3 separate regions of the Mus musculus genome follow, and regions 2 and 3 are each linked to region 1. A link is a contact called in public HiChIP or PLAC-seq data. All regions are on one chromosome and are shown on one strand. The core of a region is the stretch at or near the end of the contact, and the rest is flanking DNA. Distances in the headings are between cores, read along the strand shown.

The links. HiChIP or PLAC-seq counts read pairs in DNA pulled down with a chosen protein or histone mark.
Region 2: a contact with region 1 is called in an H3K4me3 HiChIP or PLAC-seq map of embryonic stem cells, with 13 read pairs. The contact joins the promoter of 2610028E06Rik here to the promoter of Mrps15 in region 1. A contact is called at or near these places in 1 of 484 Hi-C or Micro-C datasets (nephron progenitors), 1 of 115 datasets of contacts at active chromatin or transcription factors (embryonic stem cells) and 3 of 9 other capture datasets (adipose tissue, liver and pancreatic islet).
Region 3: a contact with region 1 is called in an H3K27ac HiChIP or PLAC-seq map of embryonic stem cells, with 8 read pairs. The contact joins the promoter of Sh3d21 here to the promoter of Mrps15 in region 1. A contact is called at or near these places in 5 of 39 promoter capture datasets (the HPC-7 cell line, embryonic stem cells, liver and 1 more), 1 of 15 datasets of contacts at CTCF or cohesin (pro-B cells), 7 of 115 datasets of contacts at active chromatin or transcription factors (effector CD8 T cells, embryonic stem cells and pancreatic cancer cells) and 3 of 9 other capture datasets (adipose tissue, liver and pancreatic islet).

The regions. Positions count from the first base shown.
Region 1 is chr4:126,044,026-126,049,191 of GRCm38.p6, forward strand. It overlaps Mrps15 (mitochondrial ribosomal protein S15), which reads left to right and starts at 2,903. Exons shown (of 8, transcript NM_025544.2): 1 at 2,903-3,174; 2 at 3,409-3,453; 3 at 4,610-4,688. The coding sequence starts at 3,045. Csf3r (colony stimulating factor 3 receptor (granulocyte)) reads left to right here. Exons shown (of 17, transcript NM_007782.3): 17 at 1-950.
Region 2 is chr4:125,919,319-125,924,484 of GRCm38.p6, forward strand. 2610028E06Rik (RIKEN cDNA 2610028E06 gene) reads right to left here and starts at 3,085. Exons shown (of 6, transcript NR_015560.2): 1 at 2,759-3,085; 2 at 2,555-2,650.
Region 3 is chr4:126,160,674-126,165,839 of GRCm38.p6, forward strand. It overlaps Sh3d21 (SH3 domain containing 21), which reads right to left and starts at 2,668. Exons shown (of 16, transcript NM_001162533.1): 1 at 2,552-2,668; 2 at 2,293-2,450; 3 at 2,129-2,192; 4 at 1,780-1,898; 5 at 1,503-1,593; 6 at 1,295-1,350; 7 at 1,062-1,107; 8 at 850-950; 9 at 662-748. The coding sequence starts at 2,555. Thrap3 (thyroid hormone receptor associated protein 3) reads right to left here. Exons shown (of 12, transcript NM_001356455.1): 12 at 3,409-4,944. The coding sequence ends at 4,723.

The DNA of each region.
Region 1 (5,166 bases), core at 1,653-4,152:
GTTCAGATAGATACTGCTTACAGCCCAATGGTCACCATTCGTCTTTCATATAATTTCAGTCCATTGAACTGATTGTAGGTTTTGAGTTGGGGCTGGTATTTTCAGAAATTCTGGCTGGACGTGGTGGTACATGCCTAGCATCCCAACATCTGGGAGGAAGATGCAGGAAGATTGCAAGTTCCAGGCCAGCCTGGGCTAGCCTACATAGTGAGATCCAATCTCAAAAATTATGCTGGGTGTGGTGGTGCATGCCTTTAATCCCAGCACTCGGGAGGCAGAGGCAGGTAGATTTCTGAGTTCGAGGCCAGCCTGGTCTACAAAGTGAGTTCCAGGACAGCCAGGGCTATACAGAGAAACCCTGTCTTGAAAAAAAAAATTAAGCAAAAGCTGAATAAATAAAGTTTTTTTTATGACATGTACTTGTTTTGTGGGGAGTGGGGATTCAGAGGCAGAGGTCAGAAGACACCTACCTTGTGGGAATTAACTCTGGTCTCCAGCATGTGGATCTTGAGAAGTGGACTCAAAGCTTAGTGACAAGCACCGCGTTACCCATGGAGGCATCTTATTGGTCCCAGAAAAGAATCTCTTGAGCATAGCTTAAGTGTCTTCTACCCTTGTTTGTTTTTTGTCTCTGCTTGCTTGTTTTTCTTTTTATGTATTATAAATAAGTACAATGTTGCTGTCTTCAGACACACCAGAAGAGGGCATCAGATCTCAATACTGGTGGTTGTGAACCACCATGTGGTTGCTGGGATTTGAATTTAGGACCTTTGGAAGAGCAGTCAGTGCTCCTACCCGCTGAGCCATCTCTTCAGTCCAGTTTATTTGTTTTTCAAGACAGGGTTTCTCTGTGTAACAGCCCAACCTATCCTGGAACTTACTCTATAGATCAGGCTGGCCTCAAGATCCACCTGCCTCTGCCTTAAATGCTGGGAATAAAGGTGTGCACCACCACCAGGAAGTGGCTTTCACTTTCAGGGCCCAACAGTCAAGAAGGTATTTCTCAGAATCATTTATCTCCTCCCTTCCTTCCTTCCTTCCTTCCTTCCTTCCTTCCTTCCTTCATCGGTCAGATTTTATTTTATTTTACATGTCTGAGTGTTTTGCTTGCGTGCATATCTGTGCCTCACCTGTATGTCTGTTATCACGGAGGCTGGAAGAGGGCTATCCTGGAACTCACTTTGTAGACCAGGCTGGCCTCGAACTCAGAAATCTGCCTGCCTCTGCTTCCCGAGTACTGGGACTAAAGGCGTGCGCCACCACCACCTGGCTAACCTGGAGCTCCTGGATTCAGCTATCCAAGGAGCCAATGAGCTCCAGGGATCACCTACTCAACTTCCCCGAGCCCCTGTACTGTACACGCAGCTGCTGGGATCTGAACTTGGATGTTTATGCTTACACAGTGGGCACTCTACCAACTGAACCATCTCCCCTGCCCCTCCCCTTTTTGAGACAGGGTCTTATGTAGCCCAGTCTGGGCTCAAACCAGCTATGCAACCAAGGATGACCTCGAACAACTTTTAATCCTCTTGCCTTCCATTCCAAAGTCCTGGGGTCACAGGCATATGCCACTACACCCAGTTTTTACGTACCACTGGGAATCCAACCCAGGACTGTGCATTCTAGGCAGGGACTCTGCTAACCAAACCACATCTTCAGTTGCCTAATGTCATTTGAGTTTCATGTAACCACATTTGTCAGGATTATTCCCTGTGCTAATGGAGACCTTTCCACAAAAGCCTTGCCTGTCTTGGGTCTACTTTCCCCGGCCCTGATCTCAGGCTTGGGATGGTGTGTTCTTTCCTTGCCCCTCTCTTTACCCTCCCCACTACTTTTCCTTTATATTTGCCCTTGCATCCCTCATTTCAGTTTTACCACAGCTGAGTACCGAATACTGACTATTTAAACATGTGTTTTGTATACAGCTGCTTCGGTCTATAGGCTGAACAATGTAAAAGACATTGCTACCAATCTCATTTGATGTTTTGAGAACACTGCAGCCCATAAAGGTAGACTTTGCCCACAGGGTCTCATAGTAATGGCTCAGTACCCTACCAAAAACTCTATCCTTAGTCACTGAGATACAAGCCAACGAAAGAAGGCTAGAACCTGAGGGTTCTTACAGGGCCCCGGTGTCTGGAGGAGGGCCAAGAAAGAATATTAGCCTCTGGAGAAGGTAAGGAGAGTCCCACAGAAGCCCTAAAATAACTAGGACCTAAGACAATGGTTCTCTTTTTTTTTTTTAATTAAAGATTTATTTTATTTTATGTATATGAGTACACTGTAGCTGAACAGATGGTTGTGAGTCTTTTTTTTTTTTTAGATTTATTTATTGTTATATGTAAGTACACTGTAGCTGTCTTCAGACACTCCAGAACAGGGCATCAGATCCCATTACAGGTGGTTATGAGCCACCATGTGGTTGCTGGGATTTGAACTCAGGACCTTAGGAAGAGCAGTCAGTGCTCTTAACCGCTGAGCCATTTCTCCAGCCCCAGGCAATGGTTCTCAACCTTCCTAATGCAGAGATACTTTAATACAGTTCTTCATGTTGTGAAGACCTCTAATAAAATTATTTCCGTTGCTAGTTCATAACTGCAATTTTGCTACTATTATGAATTGTGATATAAATATCTGATATGCAAGATATCTGATGTGTGACCCCTATGAATAGGTCGCTCAACAACCTTCACCCCCCATGTGTCTTGACCAACAGGTTGAGAACTGAGGACCAGGTCAGGAACATAAGGAATTTAGAAAGTGATTAGGCCGGATGCAAGGTCAATAGGTGACATTATAGCGTTCACACAGTGCTCCGGGCCTGTAAGCGTAGAAACAGGCCCGCCCACCAGGCCAAATTCCTGGGCTCCGCCCCAGCTCCCTGACAATCCGGAACCGATCCATTCGCTCAGCCCTCGGCAGCTCTTGTCGCGCTCTCACCTCGATTGGTCGAGCCCGAACCGTCATGGCTGCGCCCATGTAACCTGGATCCACCGCGGAGCGGGCAGTGGCGGTGCGGGCCCCCCGTCGAGTCGGGAGTCAACATGCTGCGGGCCGCGTGGCGTGCGCTGAGCTCTGTTCGTGCCCAGGCGGTGACACGGGCCCCAGTCCCTGCGCTGAGGGGCGGAAGTAGCGCCAGTCTGCTCTCTGCGCGCTGTGGCCTGCAGCCTCCGAGTGAGCCGCCGAGCTGGGTCCCAAGGGACTGGGCGAAGATGGAGGAGACCAGGCACCCGGAGACCCGAGAAAGGCAGTGACAGGATGAGAAAGAGGGTGATGGCTAGGGAAGGGGTGATGAGGAGGGAGATAGGGAAGTGAGGCGGTAGTTAGGTGCAGGTGCCTACAGTTCGTGGGAGAAGGGACATGAGGGGCTGTGTATGGCAGAGTCTCAGCCCTTTCTATTCTGCGTAGGTCTACTGCGCGCCGCGCGAGCATACGCCGCCGTCCAGAAACCAGGTACGAGGACTTGGGTTGTTGAGACTTGAGGCCGCCTGGAAGGCTTGGGGTGGACAAGGGAACAGAGGTGGCGCGCAAAGGGACAGGCCAAGACCCCCCCACATTCATTGTTTAGGGGTGCACGAGAAGGTAGAAGTAAGAGCTTTCGCGTGAAAGCACTCACTCATTTGACAATACAGATCACCAAAAGCTCCGCCTCGTTGTGTGCATCCCTACTGTGTCAGATGAGAGTGAGGTCGAAGCCCGAGGTCCAACCCAGTCCAGCTTGGCTGGACCCAATGAGTGTGTGGCTGGCAACACTAGCAAGAGTTACAATTCTAGGAATGTAACACTTTTTATCTGCTATTCTGAGAGGAAGGATGAAGTTTCCCATCCTAAGTTAGCATGCCTTAGGGCCCTCTAACAAACACATACTATTTGAGGCAAGTTTGCTTTTTTTGTGAACCAGCGCTGAAATGAGTGTCAAAGGATCCATTGGAACACAGTTAATAGGATTCAATCATGGCAGCGGTATGAAAAGCACCCTTAACCCCGTGCACAATAAACTGTGATATCATAGTCTTTATTGCTTCTAGTGTCCTTTGCATAGTGGCAGGACAGAGTCTGGCTTGAGAGGATAGATTATCTTGGTTGCGCTGGACTGGGTTGGACTACAGGCTTCAACCTCACTTCCAGTGACATAGTAGGAATGCACACACAGAAGCCGAGCTTTTAGTGATGCGAACTGGCTATTGACATTCCCTTAAAGCTAGCAGCACTTCCTCTCACCCTGTACTTCATTCATGTGGTCAACCAGCAAGCTTTGTTAAAGTGCTACTTCTAGACTAGACTATGGACTAGGCTGGGGAATCGAGGAGTTAAAGAGAAGCCAAACTCACTCCTGTCCACGGGAGAACCGATCCCAGTGAGGAATCTGATAACTGTAGAGCCAAGTCGGTTTGTGTTGCAGGCACAGTGGATGTCTTGAGAAAGGCCCCTTGTTTGCAGCATGCAACATGCAGGTGCCCACAAGGCTTGCAAAAGAGAAACTGAGCTAACCTAGTTTGAGACCCTTAAACCCTTAGGTACTTGCCACAGATTCGGGGAGTGAGTGAGAGGGATGGAGCCTGGGAGGATGGGAGTTCACGCTGAGTATTTTCTATCCTGTATTTGACAGTCCAACCCAAGCAGGACGATGAACCACCCTCCTCTGCGTTCATCAAAGAATACAAGGACATCATCCCCAACATAGAGAAGTAAGTGGAAAGCAACGTGCTTGTGGGTACAGGCGTTCCTGGGAGGATAGACAGGGAGTAGAAAAGGGGTGACCTAAAGACTTGGCCTGTTGTACTTGAAACTGGATTCTGTGGAGCCCTGGATGTGAGCACTGATGAGGGCCGCAGGTCTGATGGGCTCAGGTGGCCAGCTGGGCACCCGCTGCTCACAGAGCTCAGCTCGCCTTTTGTTTCTGGTACTCTGAGTGAAGACCTCACACTAACAGAGGCCAAAGAACTAACATGCTCTGCTGGTCTTGGTAGAAATCTCTCTTCTCAGGCTGGAGAGATGGCTCAGCAGTTAAGAGCACTGACTGCTCTTCCAGAGGTCCCGAGTTCAATTCCCAGCAACCACATGGTGGCTCACAAACATCTGTAATGGGATCCGATGCCCTCTTCTGGAGTGTCTGAAGACAGTGACAGTGTACTTATATACATAAAATAAATAAAATTAAAAAAA
Region 2 (5,166 bases), core at 1,835-4,334, 120 kb before region 1:
CGTTCTACAGCAGTAAGAATGGCCCTTCCCAGTGACCTGGCGTCCTATTTTTCCACAGGGTCACTCCTCTGATTCCACCATGTTGTGATTCACCCGAGGTGTCCTTCACCAGAGCCAGTATAATGCTGTTTGGAATTTCCATCTCTAAAACCTCTTATCTTTATAAAATGTGCAGTCTTGGGCATTTTGTTATAGCTGATACTACACTCATCCCTATTGAGTCTGTCCTCACATGCTTCCTAACCTTTCCCTCTCTTGGCCTCCAGGCTGCAGAGGGGCTGGCAGCTAATGAATCTTGTATTAATCGGTGTTCCCATCCTTGGCTGCTACCACAGGCAGGCCCTGAAAGCTCAGTGGTTTGAAGGTGTTTTGTTTTGTTTTGTTTTGTTTTTTTCTTGTGCTCATACAGCCCTCCATGAGAATATAGGTAACCTACTGCTGCCGTAACAAATGATCACAGACTTAACACAGTCTAAAATAATACCTATTTATTATCTCAGGTAAGAAGTCCAGGCTGAGGCTTGGCCGGATCTTCTACTGAGAGCATAGCTAGAATCGAAATGAGAAGAGTCATGTCCACCGTCCTTCAGGCTGTCGCCAAATTATAGGGCTGAAGCCCTCGTGTCCTTGCCACTTACTTGTTGGTCATAGCCATCTTTGAAGGCCAGCCCTATTCCCTGGTCCACGGCCTCTTCCATATTCAAAGTCAGCCATGGAGCATCACTGAGTCACTCACCCTCTTCAAACCTCTCTGGCTTCCTCTTCTGCCAGCGCTTGCTCCTGAATAATGTAGTCTCTCTAAGATCATCTGATTAATAAATAGTTGTCCCTGCTAAGCCCTCTGATCCTGCTGTTCTTTAGGAAAGGGACAGAGAGAACACTGCCCTCTGTTCAACCTGATTTTTTTTTTCAATCTAACTACCTCAAAGCAACAAGCACTGGCCCTCCATAGCTACTGTCCACGACCCGGTTAACTAGAAATCTTTCCAGCTGTCACCAAACCCGCTCATGTAATTACAATCCACGCAATTAATCCATCCACTGAAAACAGGAAACTGAGTCACAGATCATATGTCAGTGAGCACAGTTTGAGCAGCTTTGAGTTAGAAGCCAGGAATGAAGACGTATAACACATGTTCCGGAAAGAGCTGCCGAGACGACTGGAGGATCAACGGCCCGGGACTGGGTGCTAAGGTTCCTGGGCAGCTGTGACTGGGGAATGGCGAGAGAAACACAGTTCACAGGAGGCAACACAGGTGGTGGTTACACTCGCAAATGGAAACTAAATCAGCCAGAGAGGGAAGCAGTGAGCGTATCAGGCCAGACTTACAGGTGAGACTCAGACCGCAAAAACGTTCCTTTTACCCCCTAAATCAACGGACTATTTTTAAATCCTTTCCACACACCCACTGAAGGTGCTCGAAAGAAAATCGGAGTTGTTGCTAGGGGGAGACTCTGTACAGTCCCACCTGGACACAGGACTAGAAAAATTTAAAGAACAAAAGCACAGAAAGGGTTCACTCTGGGCAGGGGAAACAGACATAGCCTGTACTTAAGGGGAGAGTCCAAGATTGCGCTGGGAGAATAGCTTGCAAAAAGACGGTCTATGGAGAGTATGTGTCTATAGAAATAAGCATTGTGGCTAGAGCAAATAAACTGGAGAAGACAGAAATCCAATACAAGGATGTATCCACTGGCTAGCCATCACTGTGCGAACAGAGGCCTGGCCATGCCACGGAGAAGGAAAATGTCCTTGTCAACTAGGGACCAGAAAGGAAGACAGTTTACCCAGTGGTGCCTGAGTTCTTCAACAAAGGATCACCGGCAGGATGAGTGTCACCACCTGGCTCATACCCAGCAGTGTCTGAGCCCCTCAATAAAGGATGCCCACAGGGTGAGTGTTGCCCACTTCAGTGGTGTGCTGGAAAACAGATGCGACAGTGAGTAGTCATCTATAGCACTTGCCAAAGGCCCTGGTGTGAATATTCTTACCCAAGTTGATTTCAAGCTATCCAGCTGAGGATGTGGCTCAGTGGCAGAGCACTTGCCTAGCGTGCTTAAAGGAAGAGATCCTGTTCCGTCCCTCTACTCCTGTCCCCTTGGGTGGTAAAGAAGCAGGGCAATGCTGGGTGTGACCATTGCACAAAAAATGCCTTCCAACCTGCGCTCCTGCTGCGCTGAAATTGCTTGGGAGGATGGGACGCAGCAGCCAGAGCGAGGGAAGCGGAACGAGATTTCTATGGATCCTCTATTATCTGCCCTCCGCAATGCAGGCAGGCCCTGTGGTAGTCGCAGAACTAAGAAGGTGCCCCCTGCTGTCCAAGGGATGGATGTGAAAGGCTAGAGTTAAACAGGAGCCCCAGTGGTAGGGATTCTCCAAGGTCAGAGGCAGCGGGGTCTCTGAAGGCACCAGGCAGGCCCACAGAGGACAGAGACTCGCGTAAGAGAGGGAGAATTCACACAGGCTAGAGGGTTCTTTCTGGTAACTGAGTCTTCCAACTTTGCAAAGTTCTAGGAGGTAAGGTTTTCATCGCCGCTCCAGGCAAGACCCTACCTTTTGTATGGTTCACAGCCTCGAAAAAACAGCGCCACCCGCTGGTGATCATGTGCTCAAGCACGGGGCCTCCGGAAAGCATTTTATATCCAAGACCTAGAGAGGAATTGTGGATGGCTGAGCACACACAGCCCCTTCCCTGCTGAAGCATGAAGAAGCATTCCATTCACAAGAGGAAAATGAGGCCAAGAAAGCTTTTCTTACCTGAAAGAACACGAAATCCATGCCCGGGATGGCAGAGTTCCCTCAGCTCGAGATTCCAGTTCGCTGCCCACAGCCAGGGCCAGACCCAATCGGTGGTGGAGTGGACTAGGCAGGGAAAAGTCGGGTGGGTTTCGTGGGGACAAGCTGTAGGTGGGCTCTGAGAGTCTCTGATCTTCACCTTCTCATCCTGAGTTCCTCACACAGGGCTATGGCTTCAGTAGGCCCCCCTAAGCAGCAGTCTCCCTGGAATCTGCAGCTGCATGCTGTCTTCAGGGGCGGGGCTGGGCGGGAAGGGGATGAATACCAGGACCCAGAGATGATGCGTCTGGCGTGGCCTGGTTCCCTCTCCGCTCCTCTGCGCCTTAATTAAGTGCTTTCATTTCCCTCCTTCCCAGCACAGAGGCCCAGCTGAGATAAGGCATTGATCCCCTCCCAAAGGAGGAGGGAGGCCTGCCGAGCTCTTTGTGGGACAAAGACTGATGGCTTATTAGCAAGGCCTTAATTGTGTGGCCTGAAACTTGAGGAAGTTAGAAGATACATCTGAACTAGGGAGTGCCTCTGAAGTGAACCGTTTCTTCCCTGCATCCCACCGTACACCCCCACCTCAGCCCAGCCTAGTGGAGATCAGCCCACCCTAGCCCTGACCTCAGGGAAGCAAAGGCTCAGAGTGTTGATTGCAAAGGATGGGGAAGATGTCTCGCACGGCCAAATGATGCTCCAGTTTGCCAGATGCAGACAAGGACAAGGTCCAGGGACCCAAATGTAGACACCAGCTCTGCTACTATCTAGCTGAAAGACTCTAATAAAGCCTAGCCCTCTGAGGGCCTCAGTTTCCCTTTCTGTACAATGAGAAAGTTTACTTCTAGCCATAGTATACAAATATATGTGTTGAAACTGTGTGGCGGGGAGGAATAAAAGGTAAAGTCAAGTGCCATCCAATTCCTCAAGGCCCATTTTCTTCTTCCCTGTGTGTTAGAATTCACAGAAACGCAGTGGCAACTGGAGCATCCCGGATCAACTGCTCCATCATTCCAGCTGCCCAGTAGGTGTGATTAGAGTCATGGGGCTATCAGGAGTTAAGACAGTCCCCTATAGCAGCAAGTCCCCAGCCCTGGTAATCATTCATCATTCTTTCTTAAAAGATAACTTCTTGTAGATAGATAGATAGATAGATAGATAGATAGACAGACAGATAGACAGACAGACAGACCATAGAAACCAGTAGCTGCTATAATCTCCTTGAGGAGAAAGCGCTGCAGCCAACACAGCATCCCATCCATGTGAACGGAAAATCTGAGCATCCCATGCAGCCCTGCCCTTCACACCCAGCAGCCCTCCCAGCCAGTGCGTATCCTTGGCAACCAGCCAGGGCCCAGGGTTTCACATCGACATTTGTTGAATAAAAAATGAACGTAGGAAGTTAAGGAGCAGTGCATAGGGAACACTGGAGCCTCAAGCCTCATCCGTCACCTGCAAGCCTCTCACCTCACTGGGTCTTCCAACACAACACAAAGGGTCACAATGCCGTTGTCTCTGTCCTAGGGCTGAGGACACTGTTTTCAGGAAGGAGTAAATCGGTTGTCCTCCCGTGGACACAGACAGCTAGAGGCTGAGAACCCCGAGCCTTTTCCTCATAATGCAGAGGGAAGGGTCACCCTCGTAGGCTGGCTCTCACTGCAACCCAGGACAAACATGAAGCAGACTCGGCTGGAGTGAGGCACACCCAAAAGCATAGTTCTCCAGCTCAGAGTCTGACCTTTGCCTAACTGCCCCTCCTGAAAGTAAAGGGTAGGTTCCCCTTCCCTTCTTACTTGATGCTCACAGTAGAAAGATGGCCAACAATCCAGGACCCCAAATATCTAGCAGATTAAAAAAAAAAAGTTAAAAAAAAAAAAAAAAGCCGGGCAGTGGTGGTGCACACCTTTAATCCCAGCACTCGGGAGGCAGAGGCAGGCGGATTTCTGAGTTTGAGGCCAGCCTGGTCTACAGAGTGAGTTCCAGGACAGCCAGGGCTACACAGAGAAACCCTGTCTCAAAAAAACAAACAAACAAAAACAACAACAACAACAACAACAATCTAGCAGATTTAGAAACATACAGAATCCAGATTTGTGAATTTTCCTTCCATTGAGTCCCGGGGCTCCTTAAAGGCATTTCAAATGTCTACGTAACCATGAGAAACCTTGACTAAGCTCCTGCCTCTGTCACTCTTGCTGGCCTTACTTGTTTTGTCTGTTATGTATTTTGAGTTGAGATGTAAGTTAAGATGTTCCTAAAAGATTGTATAGCTTTGTAGTATCACGGTGTCTTAATTAGAGCTTCCATTGCTGTGAAGAGACTCCATGACCATAGCAATTCTTATAAAAGAAAACATTTCATTAAGGCTGGTTTGCAGTTCAGAGGTTTAG
Region 3 (5,166 bases), core at 1,418-3,917, 120 kb after region 1:
CAGGAGGTTGATATAGGAAATCTTTTTTGATCCCTCTTCTAATTCTTTTTTGTTTGTTTCTTTGTTTTTCATGACATGGTTTCTCTGTGTAGCCCTGGTGGTTCTGGTACTCACTGTAGACCAGGTTGATCTTGAACTCAGATATTCACCGGCCTCTGCCTCCCGAGTGCTGGGATTAAAGGCCACCACACCCCACTTTCTATCAATCTCCCAATCAAACACAGCTCACCGCTATGGTCTGTTTTGCCCTGAGACACAGAGGAGCTGTCACACCCATTTGCCATTTTTATGGGCTCTAGGGCCCTGTCTGAAGAAGCATTGTAACCCAGAGCCGTATGTCCTCCGCTTATCCCTAGATGTTTTGAGAGTATTTTGTGTCCTAGCAAATCCATGATCCCCGATTTTTCTTTTTCCTACTCTTCTGAGACAGGGCTTCGCTGTGTAACTCTGGTTCTCCTGAACGTGCTCTATAGACCAGGCTGGCCTCACACTCAGGGATCCATGCTCTATAGACCAGGCTGGCCTCACACTCAGGGATCCACTGGTCTCTGTGTCCCAAATGCTGGGTCTAAAGGCATGTACCACCATACTCGGTTTCCCGGTTTTTTTTTTTTTTAAATTGCCTTTCCTTTCTCCTCCCCATACCTGACTCCATACTCACTGGGGGCGGTGGGATGACAAAGTTGTCAGGAAAAACTCCTCTTCTGCCTTGGCATTCTCCTTCCCACCAGCCCTTATCCTCAGTTGTCTGGTTAGGAAACAAGCCAGTGGGGGGAGGTGAGCATCGCTCAAGTTCTTCTTGCCTGGGCCCCACTCCTTACTCTTCTGTAACTCCTAATCCTCTCATACCTTTCTCAGAACTTTCACCAGGTCCCCCTTCTGCAGTGCCAGCTCATCTGGGGCCTCGGGTTGGTAGTCAAATAGGACCCTGCAGGTCTCAGGGCAGGAGACTAAAAGAAGGTCACTCTAGTGTGTAGCCCTTCCCTCCGCAGCCAGTGACTCCCTCCAACAACCTAGCCAGTTCACCTCCCACATAGATCTGGTACCGAGGGAGGGCTCACCTGTCCGCAGGTAGTCTGGAGGGCTGTCATATGTCAAGTTGCTCAACTATTGGGGGCAGAGAAAGGGGGGAATGAGACAAGTGTCAAGCCATTTTAAGAATTCGCTGGGAGTTGGAGATTTAGCTCAGTGGTAGAGCGCTTGCCTAGCAAGCCCAAGGCCCTGGGTTCAATCCTCAGCTCTGGGGGCAGGGGGGAAAGAATTCGCTGGCTGTGCCCACCATGACCCAATTTACCTTAGGAGGCCTCTGTGAATTTGGGGTAATTGGCGGTATGTCTGTATTTCCAAGGCCTGCAGAAGAAGAATCGATGGTGTTAGGGAGGTGCTAATTTAGCTAGGTCAAGGGAGGGGGCCAAAGGGGTCACGAGGTCAGGAGGGTCACTGGGAAGATCGCTGAAGATTGCTGAGTCTGGTCCCAGGGGATCACAGGGTCACGGTCTCACTTGGGGGCCCACTGTCCAGCAATTCCACAAAGTTGGATGGGAAGGCTCCCAACTGCCCGTTCTTCTCTCCCAGCCACCAGCCGTCCTCAATCTGGGGAAGGGGAAGGATGCGGGAGCATCTGGTTCTGTCCAAGAGTAACTGAGGTGTCCATCCTTGGTTCTACCCAAGGACTACATCCTCCCCAGCTGCCTCCCTTCCCATCGCCCCCACCCTTACTTCACTTTCTTCTGTGTGAATAGCTGCAGCATCTCCCCAAGTGCCCCCAGGACCCCTCACCTCCTTTATCACTTCCAAAATCTCCCCAGTTTGAAGCGTCAGCTCGTCTGCCTGCTCTGGGCTGTAGTTGAAGTTCACTCTGCACCATCTTTGGGGGTCCCGAGAGTTGATGGGGTGACCTAGGCCAGACAAGCAGGGAAGCAGCTCTGAGCAGGGAGCCCCGTCTGCAGCACTGGGGAAGAGTTGGACCCCAGAACTCCCTTTAGTAGCTTCAGGCCCCGCCCTCGAGCGGAGCATTGTACTTCAAGCCAATCAGGGGGCTGCAAAATAGCCGCGGGTGCCCCACCCACAGCCGTCATGTTCCACGCGGGCAGTGAGGCCCCACCCGCCGGCCCAGCGCCCGACTCACGGCGACTACGGCGCGGAAAGCGCGGTCTGGACTCGGTGACGCCCCGCAGGGCCTCCGGAATCTCCTGGGAAAATCACATAGGGGCGGCACTAGGCACAAGGCCCGAGGCTGAGGCCAGGGCCGCTCCTGCTCCCCCGCGCAGCCATACCCGTACCAGGCCTCACCTGCACCAGGCGCTTGGGGAAGCGACCGCGGCGGCCCCGCAACTCCCCAAGCAGCCAGCCCCGAGCGGGCCCCGCGCACACCTGCCGGATCACGTCCCCCGGAGCCAGACTCAGCTCGTCCTCCGTCTGCGCTCGGTATCTGGCCAGGACCAGGACCTCTACGGGCGGAAGCGAGCTAAGAAAGGCTGTGGGGACGTCCGTGGACTTTGCCCTTCGGAAAGTGTTTAGAAGAACCCACCCCGAACCCCCACACACATACCCATGACTTCTGGGGCTCCCTGCGCAGCCTGACCGTCAGGCTGGGCATTGGGTGCTCGGAGGGCGGGCGAAGCCGCCAGGCGGTAGACTGGATGTGGATGAGGCGGAGACTCGAGTCATAGGTCAGGATCCAGGTAGTAGGAGTGGGCGGCCTGGCTCAGCAGGTTGGGCCCCAATTCTTGAAGGAGGAGTCCAGGGTCTCAGCCCAGGGCTGGGGTAACAGCTTCCCCAAGAGCTCTACTTTAGCCAAGTCTCCCAACCTAGGCCAGACTCTATGTCTTTTATAACATTTCCTGGCCCACCCTCTTCTGGCTTGCAAGTTCTTAGCTGCAGGGGAAGGTGGAAGAGGTACATACCAGGGTGGGGCCATTCCTGGGAAAGTGGCCCCAGATAGAGATACTAGCTCCTGTCTCTGAAAAGCTATGGCGGGTATATTCCAAACTTCAACCCCCCCTGAAGCTTCGACTCACTTGGGGGCCTAGTTGGATTTCTGATAACTACTGCAGATTCTCCTTGGGGAAAGGCAGCAAGAATCAACTTTTAATAAGGGCTGGCAAGAGTCTGAAGGTTAGGGTCCACCCAGTTTACCAGTTGGGCTAGGCTCACCTCTTCCTTGTGGGTTAACATATAAAGGCCGAGCCAGCTCACTGCAGCCTTGACCCCTGCCCCAGCACCAAGGAAGCCAAAGTCCTGACTTCTGGCATGGTAGCTAGGTTTGGTTCTTGGAGGAGTCAAAAACACAGAATGCACAGCCTCCACTGAGAACAAGAAGTCCTTCTTCCCAGAGACGAAAACTATGGTATATTCTATGGGACCTATTAACCCAGGGTCACTCACACAAGCAACAAACACAGTCCGTTTACATCTGCCACTTCATTTATTGTTTTTATTTGCAGGAGGAGTTGAAACAAAAATTTAAGGGTGTTTTTTTGTTCTCCCCTAAACATGAATCATTCAAGTAAAACCAACATAACTATTGAAATTAGCAAAGTAAAGGGAAGTATGCACAACAACCCAAGAGCGAAGGCTGGGGAGGGAGGAGGGTGCAGTCGGCGTCCAACAGATGCGCGCAGGCAGCGGTTCACCTGCTGGGGACCGCTGCCCCGGAAGGCAAGCACAAGGACCCTTTAATGAGGATGCCCCCCAACATCTGAAAATGTTTCAACCCAAAACGTAAGGTTAAAGAGAAAAAAAAAAGGAAAAACCCAAAAACACACAACCCCACAGACCACCCAGCCATAACCACCATCCTTAATCATAGGCGTTTCTTTTCATTTTATAAAAAGATTAATAAAAAATATTGAAAAAATTATTTTCTCATCTTGTATTTGTAAAGATAATAGAATTCAGAAGTTTCTTAGAAAACCGTCCAGAAACTGCCCTCCAGTTTCCACTCCTCTTGCTGAAGACCAGCAGGACTACAAAGGTTGGGACACTGGAGCTGCTGGTGGAGAATGGGAAGCCCAGCCCAGGAGAAATGAGACAGAGCAGGGTGCATGGGGAGGCTGGGAGCAACTCCACGGGATACATGGCTGTGTAGAAAGGGGAACACGAGGTGGTCAGAAAGGCCTTAAACTCCTCCTCAACATACAAAACCGGTTTGTACAAGATCCAAGCAGTTTGGTCCCAAACTGAGGTGAACACTTCAATTTTTATTCACATGCTTTGTTTTCTCTTAAGAGTCAAAGTTGCCCAAATTAAAATCTTTACACTAATATTACTATATATCCCCTAAAAAGAAGAAAAAGAAAAAAGGATTTCTTAATAAAACTCAGGACAGGAAGAGACTGAAAACCAAATTCCCATTTAGTTCCAAATGAAATGCAATGAAGAAAACTTGGTTTCTAATTGGGGTGGGAGTGGGGGTGGGACAACAAAACCAAAACAAAGTCCAAGCATCAGCATCCTTCTCCCTACCCTGCCCACCCCCCACACCACCAGCAGCAGCAGGAGCCCAGTGTGTGGTCTCATCTAGGCTCGGTGGCAACGTCCTGTCCTCTGTCCAGTGAGACGGATGGCACCAGGGACACTCTGCTGTCGTGGGATGGATTCTGTGTGGCAAGTGGGTTGTGGGGTGGCGTTTTCAGGATCTTCTTGAGGCTCCTTGTTTAGCTCCACCAGCCTCTCCCAGCGCCTTTCTTCCCCGGGCAAGGGCTCCATCAAGAGCGGCCCCTACTCAGCTGAGGGCTGTAAACTGTCCTTCTCTTCTCTGTTCTCTGTCCCACTCTCGTCGTCTTCTATCTCTCCCTCCTCCCCACTGAACTTGTCATGGGCCCACTTGGGGCTGGTACTGGACTTCCGGAACATGAACCGGCCCCGCCCCCGGGGAAAGGCTCCTCGGCCTCGGCCTCGGCCCATCCACTTGTCGCTGCCCTCGCCTTCCCGGTCGTCATGCTGCAAGGGAAGAAGACTGGCATCAGTGCTAGCACTCTACCCATCCACAGGCCAGAGCGCCTATGCCTCCCGCAGCCTTCTTTTCTGCCCTTCTCCCACTCAAAGCTCCCACAGGCTCAGACCGAGGAACATCCCTGCTGTAACTAAGGAACTCCAAGAACTAATGCAACAGAACAAACACTGCACAGTGACACCTTCAAAACGCAGACCGACCAAGAGGCA